Regions from separate parts of the Dromaius novaehollandiae genome. Here region 2 is linked to region 1. A link is a contact called in public Hi-C data. All regions are on one chromosome and are shown on one strand. Each heading gives the region's core, a stretch centred on a gene start, on an enhancer-like site or on the middle of the called end of the contact. The rest is flanking DNA. Distances are from core to core; before and after follow the strand shown.

Region 1 (6,264 bases), core at 277-2,776:
CAAGGCTTAGTGGTGCCCAGGCTGGTGGTATGTTATTATTTACCGTTATTAATGCCTGATGCACATTGTACAAAATGTTTTTCCTGAGTAATGATAAGTAGGTTCTTAAAAACCATGCTTTTTACATGAGAAATATCTATGAAATGGGAAAAGGAGGAAAGGAATTACAGAGGATACCTTCTCCTTCATAATACATATTTTTTGTCTGAGTTTAGTTCGATGCTGTAAAATATCTTTCTTGAATAGGATTATTCATGTAATCCTTCCTGAGAAACAAACATGTGCGTGAAAACAGGGTAAGTTACCTTTCCATTAGTATACTTGAATGTTTGGGAATTGGATCCTTCACACAGTTAAGCGAGCATCTATCTTTTCTCACAGCAGCAGTCCTAGTAAAGCCTGGGCATTTACAGAGCTGGAACATATCCTGAGGCAAGGTGTGGGAGTAAAATAGACAAGTGTAAGGACGCTAACTTATCATTAGGTGGCGCTCTTATTCCTCGTAGAAATTAGTTGGATCGCCGTAACTTTCACAGACCTATACTACTTTTCTTTTTCTTTGAGGGTGTTGAATGGGTAGGGAACGTGCATGTTCAAAAGCCGTAGTGGTTTTCTATCCAGGGTTAACAATGAACGTTACCAGGTGATTTTTAACTCTTGCAAACCATTCTAATAGGGTTCTGTGTATAAATTACGAATTTTATTTGTGATTTCTGGAGTGCAGTCTGGCAAAATACTGACGGTAGGGAAATACATTTAATAAGAACATTTTACATGGGAAAAATGTTCAGTACATATAATCTTTCACTGAAACTCTTCCCTGCCTGGAAAATAAATTCCCAAATCTTCTCGAGGAAGACATCTGCAGTTGGTTTTGATCGGTACTTGCGATGGGGATTTTCCCTCCCTACTGCCCAAACTTGAACAGCACCTTCATACAGATCCCCCTTCATGCACAAGGGATGCGAAGACCCCCGTCAGCCTTTCCTCCGCGGTGGTGCGCCCGCCTCTGTCGCTGGGTCGTACCGCAGCCTTGCTGAAGCCGGTGACACACGTCTCCCGCTCCGTACGGGCTGCCCTGAAAGCAAGTCACTGACTGCCGGAGGCCGATTTCTGCCAGCCCAGCTCCGGCAAGCCTCGGCCGAGCCTAGCCCGGCGCCGCCACCCCGCGCCCCAGCGCACTTCTCCCCCGGCAAATAACAGCCGCCCCAGCGGGCCAACGGCCGCCCCTCTCCCCGCCCCTGGCGTCCGTTGAACCGTTGCCTCCTCACAGCCGCCGCTCCTGAGGATCCCCTCACACCCCGCTTCCTTGCGGCTAGCTCAGCACTAATGCCGGTGAAAGTCGCTCAGGTGCCTAAGGAGCACGGCGGCTACGCCGCCACCGCTGCCACACGCCCGACCCGACCCGCCTCCTCAGGACTTCGCCCCACCCTTCCGCCATCGCCCGCCTCTGTTGCCAGGCTTCCGCGCTTTACGGCCTTCACCCTCACTGCACGACAGCCGCGGGGCGGCAGGGAAGCGAGTTGGGCGCGCAAGGCAGGCGCGGGGGGAGGGGGGTGGTGAGGGAGCCCGGGTGCGCTTTACGACCGAGCGAGGCGGCACGTCAACAGCTATGGCGGAAGGGGAAGAGGGGCAGCCGCCGTCGAGCAGCTGGTGAGTTGGGGGGTGTCGGGGCCTTTCCTCCCCGCTCCTCTCCTTCGCCAGCGGGGAGCAGGGCCGAGGAGCTGAGAGAGGTGGAAAAAAAACAGGGGGACGGCGGCGGGTTTGGGGAGTGTGTGGGGCGCTGAGGCCGCCCTCGCGGGGCTCACTGCGGGGCTGGGCGGGGGGACACTGCGGCCCTGCCGGCCGCCCCCTCCCGCAGGCACCTCCCGGCGTTTCAGCCCAGCTCTGGCGGAGCCCCAGGGGGGAAGCGCTGCCTTCAGGGCAGGGCAGCGCCCGGCCCTCTCCGGCCGGGGGTGGCGGTGCTCTGGTTTCAAATCAGATCTTTTTAATAGGCGGTAGCAGCTTCTCGAGGGCGCCTGATCCCTTGGACTTCGGTTGCTGCGGTTAGTTCGGCTTCCCCTCGCCCTGCCCACCTGCCCAAGCGAAGATAAGAAAAAGTAGATCCCACGTTATTTTCAGAATGATTTTCCCCGTCCCCCAGCGTGGCTATTTGCTTATAATGGCTTTTATATTGAACCTTTAGGAGTCCAAAAGAGACTATTTCTGGAGCATGTATAGGATCACTTTGGTGACACTGAAGGGATTTTAGTGTTTGATGCATGTGTATTCACTTCAGACTGCCGAGGCTTAAATAAACCTAGTTTGAGTTTAAACACTGATCCTGCTTTCACTGTATCCCACACCTCTGTTCTGTGTTTTTCTTTTTATTTCTCTCTGTGCTTCCTCACTGCATGTGATTTCTCTTTTCTTTGTGTTTCTGAGCCTTGCTTCTTGTTCCTTCCTTGTGCACACTTAAACAGTTACTTACATAGTTGCCTTACAGACTTGCTTCTTACAATCATTCCCAATCTGATGGTTTTGCTTACATGCTTTACTTTATGTAGGGGATTCAAAATCTTGTGCTGACTGTGCCCAGCCTTCTTTGTGCTGCTTTAGTTATCTCACTGTCAAGAAACCAGAACTGATACGCACGCAGATGTAGATGATCTCTCTTCTATGTCTGCATTAGTTTTATCCTCAAGAACTGTATTTGTAAAACTGTCTGCTGAATATCACTTACTAGCAAATAAAAATGAATTGATGGGGCTTCTCTGGGGTTTGTTTGTTTCTAGTTAAAAGTTCAAAATCTATGGAGTACTTTTTACAGGTACAGTATTACATAAGCATTATTTCTAAATCTTGGTACATAATAACTACAGAGTAGGAAACAGACTCATTCACTGTTCAGTCTTGACACTTTGAAATATAAGCCTGGTTGAATAAGAACTACAGTGAAAAACCTTAAAAATGACTTCAAACATATTTCATTACTGTTGAAAGACAGTAATGTTGAAAGAATGTTGTAGTCTGTAAGATCCCAACAAACTGCTAAAATTTGTATCAAGAATGAGGAACGCTGTTGGTTCTAGACTTATTTCACAGTGCAACCTACATTATTACCATTCTGACTAGCAACTTCAAAATGTAATTATAGTAAATGTGGTATGCTGGTACTGTTAAAAAATGCAAATTTGAAGGCATGCAGTAGGAAAGATGAAATTTAAAAAATACTTTGCAGGAATTCTTGGAAGCAATCAAGAGTCTTATGCTTAAATGCTACATTGGAATGCCAGCGTATGTCCTGTTACAAGAGCTATACCTTCTGAAGAGCACATAAAGCTGAGTTCCTTGTTTGTTTAGAGGCTTCATATTGCTTCCTGTTTTGTTTTTGTTTTTTTGTGAGAAATTGGCACACTTGAAAAAAGATAAAGAAGAGGTAAAAATGTCAGGGAATTAATGTTCTTTTCTAAAAGTCCCTAAAGAACAAAGTGTATTTAATGGTGCTCTGATTACAAGAGATATTTTGAAGTAAGTATGAAGGATTAGTTTTTGTTTGCTTTCAATACAGAACAAACAATCTCATTACTTTCAACTTAAAATAACACTTGTTTGGTATTTTTTCTGTAGTCAATAGGATCATGAATTAAAAGTAGGAAGCAGTGTAACTATATAAAAGTATATTTCTGGAAAAATAGAAGCATTTATATAGATAGCTTTCTGTGATGGGAAGCTATGCCCTTTGCTCTGGGAAAGGTAGAATGATGTTTATAAAGATACAGTGTTATTAGCTATTGACTTAGGAAATTTTAATCAACACTGGTGGCTTGTGCAGTTTTTGTTTAAGTAAGCCTTGTTTGTGATTACTATATGTTGTAAATCAGTATACTTTTGTGAGCTTTTTCAAGCAAAGTATTTTGTTCAAAATACAGTTTAGTTCTACCTTCTTGGTAATATAAATAAAAACCTACTGAATAAATCAGTCCCATCTAGCAGTAATGCACACATCTACAGTCTGTTCTCATAACTTTGAGAGCAGCATTGCTGGCTATGCGCCTGTGTCTCTCTCAGTGTATTTCTGGTAATCGTAGCATAGCATGAAGCGTAGAACTGCTGACTGGATGGGTTTGATGTCCCAGGCGGCAACAGCTTTGTAGAAGCTAAAACTAGTGATCCTCTTGGCAGGGTACCTTTTTAAGCAGGCTTTAAAAAATAAAAAGCTTTAAGAAACACATCACTGTCCAGTCTGGATTCCACATGAGCTGGGTGTATTCATGTTTGGGAGCAGAGCAGGTTCAGCTGGTAGCAGCCTTCCTTCTGATTTGAGGAAAACAGGAATGATGTATGAAGACACGTTTAACAAATACATGTCTAAATACTACTTCTTACTCTGCCAATGGTTGTGGCCTACTAGAACACATCAAGAGCAGCTGTGATGAGTGTGTCCCTTAAAGGAATGTGGGCATAAATAACCAGAGTCTTTTGAAGTGTTACAGCATTGTAATTTTTTTTTAATCCTTTTTTTAAGCCAATGAGTAATATCTTTAACAGGCACATGTGTAGTAGTAGATTCAGTTTATATGTGAATTCGGTGGGGTTTTTTTTTTTGACTGCTAAGTGCATTTTAGATAATTTGGTACATGTGGAAGATACCAGTCTCACTGTGGAAATAAGTAGCTATTAAAAATGTGCCTACCACAAATTAAAACTTTAAACTTTTGAAGTGTTTTTTTTGTTTGTTTGTTTGTTTTGTTTGTTTTTAGAAAAGTGTGTTGACTTATAAGAAACAGTTCGAAGGGATCTGTCTTTCCTAATAACAGATGAGCAAAATTAACAGGCGTTGGCAGGTACATTGGCAGGTACATACATTGCAACCTCCTGATGGATTATAGATTTCTTAATACTATACATCTTTCCTCATCTAGTTACGGTTCACTGAAATATTTCTTTCTTTTCCCTGTTGTTCACATCTCCACCATTTCTAAATTCCTTCATTAATATTTATAAGTGATTATTACCAAGCACCTCAGAGACATATATAAGTAAAATAAATAGTACTTTTTAAAAAAAGTCTGAATGTGTTGATCAGTTTTTAATGACTCCACTTCTCTATCGTATCTTAAGTGACTCTTTTTGGCTAAAAAATCGTGTTGAACATCCACAAAGGTAGTTAGCTATTGATTGTAGTAGGTCACTTGACTGGAGTGGATTTTAGAGGTCCTTCTGTAACTATGGAAGTTTAGTCCAGATACACTAATAGCAATATTGTGAATTGTAATATTTATAGATATTTGTCTTGTGGGAATTAATCAACCTTAGGAACAAACTGGGATTATATAGATCATAACCAAAACTTTGACTGGATTCCAGGAATAGTCAATGGAGCCATGGCAGAGCAGAAAGCAAGGATGCTCCAGCCTGGAGTTTGCCCATAAAGAGAAGGAAGTGCTGCACTCTTTCCAAAGGAAGTGAAATAATTGTTGTTCATTATGAGCACAAAACTTCCCAGCTGACCTTCAGGCAGTGAAAGACAAGGGTCCAGGTTGCTAGCAGTTTGCTGGAACATTTACAATGCCTGAGTGAAATCAGGCAAAACACAGCCAGGGAACATGTGTTAAAGAACCAAAATCATTTCCATGGTACCTTTCAAGTTAGCATGAATAGAAGAATATTTGTCTTAGAAAAGAATTTCTGTTAACCTTTGAAAACTCTCTGCTTCTAGCCTCTGAGTAATCTTGAAAGTTAACAGAGGAAAAGAGTAGCTAACTGAATCATAATAGAATAACTTTATTTTTTCCTGCTATATTTCATATAACGCACTGTGATAACACATCTATAGTGCGAGATAGGGATATGGATTCCTTGCTTTTTAAGGTAAGGTGGTAAAGCTGTTATTTGCCTGTCATCTTCACAGATGCTGATGACGGTATTTATGGAGACGATTTTGCAAATAGTAGTATATTGTCAAGCAAACAGATGAAGCACACATTTGCAGATAACGTGTTGAAGTCGACCTTGGTGTTAGCCCAGGCACAGCTTTTGAAGCTGTGAATGCTAGATACTAGTAAGTGCAGAATTAGTGCTCATGCAACTATGAAACATTCTTTGCCAGGTATGTTTTTGTAATTTGTCTGTGTAGTTGTGTTTTTAAATGCTGTTTCATGTGTATGAAATGATAGAATTTTTTTCCAAATTTTTCTCTTTGGTGCACATAGAGACCAAATTTAATTTTTATGGTTTAAGATCCTACCACCTAAAATAAAATTTGCAACCATTATTTATGCA
Region 2 (6,952 bases), core at 1,155-3,654, 130 kb after region 1:
GATTTGTTTGGGTTTTGCCATATGTTTCCTTATGCTTCTTGAAGGTTTATGTAAAATATCCATGTGAAGTTAGAAGTTCCTAATCTTTCTCACTCACCATCCTATTTCCTTTGCCATTTCCCAGGTTACAAACCCTCTTCTATTTGCAGTCCTGGGACTGTGAGCCAAGGTTTGGGAATCACAGTATTTTATATATAAAAAGTAATGCAAAAATGCATTCAAAACAATATTCTGCTCAAAGATGTATTAGATGTATATTAGGGGAAAAAAAGATGTGTATTAGATGTATAAAATAAAGATGTATATTAGGAAGAATTCAGGGATCCTATTTACTTTGAGCAGAAAGTGAATTCCTGTGTCTTTCTACCCTGTATATTCATTTAACACCTCTGCAAGTATATGGAAAATCACTGCTACCATCTAGCAGCCTTTCTACTAGGAGAGGACACTAGAAAATTAGACCTGTGATTCAGAACCTGGTTATGCTTTTAATATGCTGCAACCTTCAGACTTGGTGGTATACTGGGCATAGCGTAACTCAATGTTGCTTAACTGGTCTGTGACTCAGTTTCCCCATCTGTAAGACCAAGTCCTGTGCATGCATTGCCATCTTCCTGAGTGTCCATCTTCCTGGTTGCCATCTTCCTGAATGTATCATAGATCCAGTTTTAAACTCTTAGCTCTTCTAATCCAGGAATGTCAAATATTTAATTGCTTATGTCAACAGGCTGGAAAGTAATTAAAATGCACAAGGGCACTAAACCTCCGTGGCAACCAGGATAAGGAGGCAATGCTTCTCTCCAGCTGGACATTGTGGCTGCTCCACTGCTGCTGGGTGACCCCTGGGGACCCATTCCCACCCCTCTGAAAGAGAAAGGGTGCCAACACCTGTGTCTGTCCACCCGGTGGGGGGTTTCTGGGGTTGCGCCTTTTCTGGAGGTAAAAGCCTCAAACTGCTCCACTGTACTGGGGGTTTCTTTCTATTGCTCTTTCTTCCAGGCTGGCAGATCCTCCGACGGAGCTGCAGGTTTGTCCCCGTAACCGTCATCAGTGTAGTGGTGCAGCCTTTCATTAACTAAAACCTCTGTGAGCCAGATTTTAAGACATTTGGGTGTCTAAAGAAGCACATTAACAGTTTTAGAGATCCCATTTGTAAATGCTTAGATCTTAATTATTTCCACATTTCCTCAGTCTTCCCTGTGTCTTGTACTGGGACGCTTTCTTGGCCTTTCAGATCTTTCCTTAGTACAGAGTATCGTGTTTGCTACTAATTAGATGCTCAGTATTTTCAGTATTGATTTTTTGATTATGAGGTCTAAGTCTGTTTCGCAGATTGCCACCAAGGACATTAATGACATGCTTTATCTTGCTCATAATTTCCTTGAGAAAAAGAAAAAAAAATCTTAATGTTCTGTAATGCATTAAAGAAACAGTAGCACCTAACTGGGTGCTATAGCCCAAGAGACCTGATGCCCAAGGCCTCTTTTTTCACTGTGGGCCACTGGGTTTCCATATGTCCTTCACCAATCACTTCAGTTTTTTGGGCCCTGTTTCTACACTGGAGATAGAAGTGCTTCTGTAATTACAAAAGCCAAATAGACCTTCTTTCCTCACTAAGAGCCACCGATGAAGGACACTACGTAAGAGCAAGTTATTGGTCCTGCTAACATGCAGGAGGTTCAGCCACAGATCTGTGATGACAAAAAAATGCTCCTTATTACAGTTAGTTCTTTAAATATCTCTGTTTGTCTCTCTTGATCTTGAATGCAAGATTAATTTCTTAGTTTTCAATTTGTCAGCAAGAGACATGGTAGCATGCAGAAGAAGATACTGTTTTTGAGAATTCTAGTGTTACAACTTGTCTTTCTGCCTCATTGGTATCTTTTACCTGTTTTCTTTTTCTTCCCATCATTCTGTCCCCTGCTTCTTTCTGGATGAAGCACATGGCTTGGGAATCTGAAGACATAGCTTTTATCCTGAATTGTACCAGTACCCTGCTGAGTGACCAAACTTCACGGTGGAGATGCACAAAGGGGGGTGCAATAAGGCTCTTCTACCAGGAGCACTGTGGCTTTCATCCAAACCTTCGTCTCCCCCTGCCTCCCTCTTTGCTCTGCTCGTCCATAGTATGTAGCATGGAAATGCCATATCCTCTTCTGAAAGTGTCAAGAGCCTAGTCTAGGCCAGTCCTAATGAAGTCATTTTTTCCATCTACTGTCAGCGCAACAGGAATATTACCTACCTCTTACTGCGTAGGAGACTTAACTCTCACCCTTCCACAGCCTCCATTTTTTCTTTTCTGTCCTCACTGCTGCAGTGCCCAGTGGTTGTGACTATGCCAGTAAACTAAATAACGCTACACAACGGGGCCAAATTCCTCAGTTGGTAGCACATCCCTCAGCGTGGTTTTGGCCTACGCCAGCTAGCGCTCTCCAGACAGCGCGCAGGTACAGTTTGGGGCCAGCGGCAGTTCCCAAGAGGCAATATACACAATATATAGAATATATGCACTATATAGAATATATGCAATATATACAATATACACGAGGGTGCCCTGCTTGGAGGGAAGAGGGGCTAGATGGCATGGTCATGAGCCCTGCTGCACGCTCAGAGAACGGGCTCAGGCCCTGGTCAGGTTATAAATATTAATGTAGCCGGGGCTCTGCTCTGCAGCATTTCCCTATAACAAGTAGGAGACATGAGATTTAATGCTTTGAAAAGTGGAATGTTTTAACAGGTGGAAAAAGCTAGAAATTATTGTGAATTACTTCTCTAGTAAAACTTCTTTTAAAAGGAACTGAAAAGGTTAAAGTTCTAGCAGTAGAAAAGTAGTTAATGGCTTATCCATCACAAGGATATCAAGGTATATAACCATTTTATGACAGAGCAGAGTCAGCCTGCACTGCAACATGCCTCTGCTCCGCTGGGACAGATGGACACTGGTTGGGATCATCTGTTGTGCAGTGACTGTGATCCTTTGGACGTTGTGTATTTGGCAGACTGTTGTCAGGTTCAAAACAGGTAATAAATATAATTCTGTTCCATTTGAGCTCTATTTGAGCTCTTTGGGTTTTTGTCTTTTCTTTCCTTTTCTTCTATTTTTTAAACAAGATTGCAGATAGACCCATCAGTGCCCAAGGCTTCTTAGGTGGAAATGTCCTTCCTCTCACACCAGTGTTTAAAGTATTTTGAACTTTGTATTTTGCTGGAAAACAGAATAGTCTGGCACTCAGTCTCTGGAGTATTTTCCTTGTAATGTATTTACACTATACATGATTCCTCTGATACAGCTTTGGAGAAATGTCTTGAAAGTTTCTCACTCTTCTGGTTGAGATCTGATTTACCTATCAAAAGACAGAAATAAATGTCAAGCTAGTTGGATAAATTATGTTTTAAAGGGTAAGTATTTAGCTTTGCAGCGTAAGCATTTAGTATATGCCTTATACTAACTGCATGTAAACAAAACATATGCTGCACCTGTTCAAATTTTTATTACATTATGGAAAACTCTGCTGAAAGAATATAGGAGATATATGTATGTGGTTTGCATATTATATACCTGAAAATCAGTTCAATGCAGACCTGTAAGAGCCTTATGTGCACAAACTTGGAGCAGAAAAGTTGTCAGGGTTTCTCCTCAGCAAAATACTCACTGTATTGACATGATACAAAAAGTATGTATGAACTTGAATTCAAAATTCATAGAAAGAATCAGATGTTTCTTGGTGCTCTTCCAGCAGGTCAAATATGATCAGAGACTTGGAAGCCCAGGGAAATGCCTAAATGCGGATACGTGGGGATATATTTACTCGATTTATCAGAAGTTTGTGGAGAGGGAACATAACTAAGCACAAGAAAGGCACTTAAGTAAACACTAATTGTTTAACTTATGTCAGTAATAGCCTACCTCTGTGAACTTAAGAATGTGCTTAAGAATGTGGGCTTTGTTTTCCTTGATGGTTCTAAATCCCAACAAAACGGGAGTTAACTCTCAATGTTAGAGAGTTTTTTCTCTACGTTCTCTAACATAAGATTTCTACAAGTGCAGGACCACTGGCTGCTAGGACTTGGAGTCGAACTGAAACCACTTCAGGTGTGGAGAATACCTTCATGCCCATCTGATGTAGTGCTTGCTGGGCACAACTGTAATGTTTTCTCTTTTTTCAAACTTCTTCAAAAGTTAATACTAAAGTATTAACAGTTTGCTAATAACAGTGGTGCTTGATATTTTTGAACAGTTCATGATGGCTTAGGTTTATGCAAGAATTGCCGTTTTCGTTTAAAAATACATACACTTAATCAATGAACACAGAGGTAAGGCAGAGGCTGTGTGCAGGCGCCTGCTATGGAAGCTGAGTCCGTACCTCCCGCTAGAAGTGCTGGAGTTTCTACTTCACGGCATTGTGCTTTTCTGCTTTAAAATGGGATGATTCGTGGCTGGAATGTCAGCCCTATCCCTTTTGTTTGTTCGTTTGTTTGTTTTACCTTTCCATTTTCTTATGCTCCTTTTTGTAGCTCATAACGAATACAGCCAGAGTTAGATCTGGACAGTGCATCCTGGCCTGGTTTTAGAAGCGCCACCTCTAATGTCTTCAGCGTCGGGCTGCCCCCAGCGGTCCCTTCTCTCGCTCCTCTGCTGGTCAGCAGTGGCTGGTGTGTGTGCTGCTCCCTGGCTCTGCTCCGGCCATCCTGGGTGCCAGATGTGCCCGATGGCCCTGTGGTGTGATCTGCTCACACTGCTTCTGGCACGTGACTGCCGAGCGAGACAGGGGCCGGGAGCTGTGCCGCAGGCTCAGAAGTATTATCTCGTGCGGCCCCACAGGGCTCCCAACGAAAGCAAGTGGCAAAGCAGGGCAGGGGGGAACAGCTGTCCAAACATATATTCCTGTTCCCCATTATATCCATTCGCTGCAGCTGCCTACGTTGGGCCACCCAGATCTCAGTTGCTTCGTGGATATTTCTTCCCTTTTTGTAAGATTTCCAGTGGAGAGATAACATGTTGGAAAAGCTGATGGCTAATGGACACATCACCTAGCTGCACACAGATGTTATTCCACAATCCTCATAGACATCTAGCCATCATGTAGCCGAGGCAGACCAAAATACAAATGCCAAATAGCAACAACATGAGCAAAAGTTGAGCAGCACCTTCCAAGAACAGAATTACCCCAGCCACGTGGCACATCCCCTCTAGTTTGTGATAGACTTCCAATTATATGAATCCCATTAAACAGTAAGAAGTCAGGCAATCAACATTAGCACATGTGTTCCTGACAGCACTGTTTACTTTTTGATCTTCTGGCTTTCCTCTTTCATCAGAGTCTGAAAACACAGACACTGAAATGTCAGATCTAATGGCAGCCTTTGACTTCAGTTTGCTGTATCATTTCAAGGCGTAAATTACATCCAGTGCGCAGATACACAATTTCCACTGTGAATCTTATGGTGAGGGATTCCAGACTCCACGTCCCCAGCTAGGGATAGGGTTAGATAAACCAAGAGGAAGCCTTAGGCCCTAGGGTCCTCCAGGTCTCGGTCCCATCTGCCAAAGCTTGAGGTCCACCAGCCCATTCTCCACTGTAATTCCTGCTGCAGAATACCCCTTACCCATTCAAGATTTGCCGGCCTCCTTTTTAAGAAACCTTAACGTTTTCAGAGCTCGCCAAACACAGCAAATACCATGGGATACTCAGAAATTTCCAAGAACTGCAGTTTTTCCATTATGGCTTCTATCATGCATTTTTTTGAGTTTGTAAATAGAAAATATAGTCAGCTGTTTCCTGAAGCTGTGGCAGCCTATGCAACAACTACTTCAAACAAAGTCTGCTCATTCCTGCCAAAAGACAAAATAAAAATTGGCACTTATCCTGGAGTGAGAATAGAAGCTATGGCTGGGACCGGGGCATGGATTTTTATCTGCTTTATCCTCTAATGCCTGACTTAAACCAGAATATCTCTGTGTGATTCTTGAAGGTGTGATTATCCACCTGTCCGTTACCAGTCTGAGTCCCTCAGCGCTGGGCAGTCCGTGGCCCTCTTTTGCCTTGTAGCTCCCTGTGAAATCTTGCAGAAGCAACCTGGACTTTTTATGAGTTTAACAGCATGAGCCTTTTTGCAGATTGGAGGCCCACACCACCACTCCTGCAATAAGCAGTAATTTTTGAAAGCTTTGACCCCACATTCATGCCATTTTGGGGGGAGGGTAGGAAGGGGCTAATGATTCGGCAAGTGGGCTAGATTGTGGATCGCAGAATGGAATACTTTTTAACTGAACCTCCACGTAAATTAGCATCACATTTGCTCCTTTCCTTCAGCAAATTAATATATACATACATATTTTACTAAATACATAGTTATACACACACACACACACACACACACACATAATTTTTTGTTTCTTTATTTACGCAGAAACTACAGAACCCGTGTTACCTCCATGCTTTTGCCTCAACGATGGAGTCTGCCAAGATGGGGCCTGCGTTTGCCCAGAGGAGTGGGTGGGCTCACTTTGTGAGCTAGGTTAGTATAAGCAGCGTACCATAAGCAGCTGGTGTCATTTCTGTGAATCCGGCCCCTGCTTTGGGGGGGCTGTCATGTGTCTCCCCTCTCCTGAGACCTGCTCAGGAGGGTCGGGTGTGCAAGCACTGATGTGCTTCGACTTTCTAGGCGAGCTGTTTCATCCACTTCTGTTGTTCTCTTAAATGAATATCTGGGAAAGATATTATGAGTTTCAACTGACCGTGGTCTGTTTCTAGCCAGTTTGGCCTTTGCTTGAATTCCTCTGTTTGAACATCTTGAAAATCTGATCAAGACCTCAGTGGCTACATCAGGATTGGCCAGGGTTAAAGGGACACTACCAGCAGAGGATCCTGCAGGATAATGCCCATCCTCAGTTCCTGCTGCCCCAGGTTCTGGTTTCACATGAGTCAAGTTTCTTGTCCCTGGCACAGCA

What was found. Hi-C and Micro-C count contacts between places; a contact is called where the count stands out from the background.
Region 2: a contact with region 1 is called in a Hi-C map of liver, with 3 times the contacts expected there. The contact joins the promoter of ADGRG7 here to the promoter of TBC1D23 in region 1. A contact is called at or near these places in 2 of 4 Hi-C or Micro-C datasets (brain and liver).

Annotation. Positions count from the first base shown.
Region 1 is chr1:95,366,664-95,372,927 of bDroNov1.hap1, forward strand. It overlaps TBC1D23 (TBC1 domain family member 23), which reads left to right and starts at 1,527. Exons shown (of 19, transcript XM_026112342.2): 1 at 1,527-1,653. The coding sequence starts at 1,613.
Region 2 is chr1:95,499,916-95,506,867 of bDroNov1.hap1, forward strand. ADGRG7 (adhesion G protein-coupled receptor G7) reads left to right here and starts at 2,405. Exons shown (of 18, transcript XR_010391758.1): 1 at 2,405-3,021; 2 at 6,412-6,519.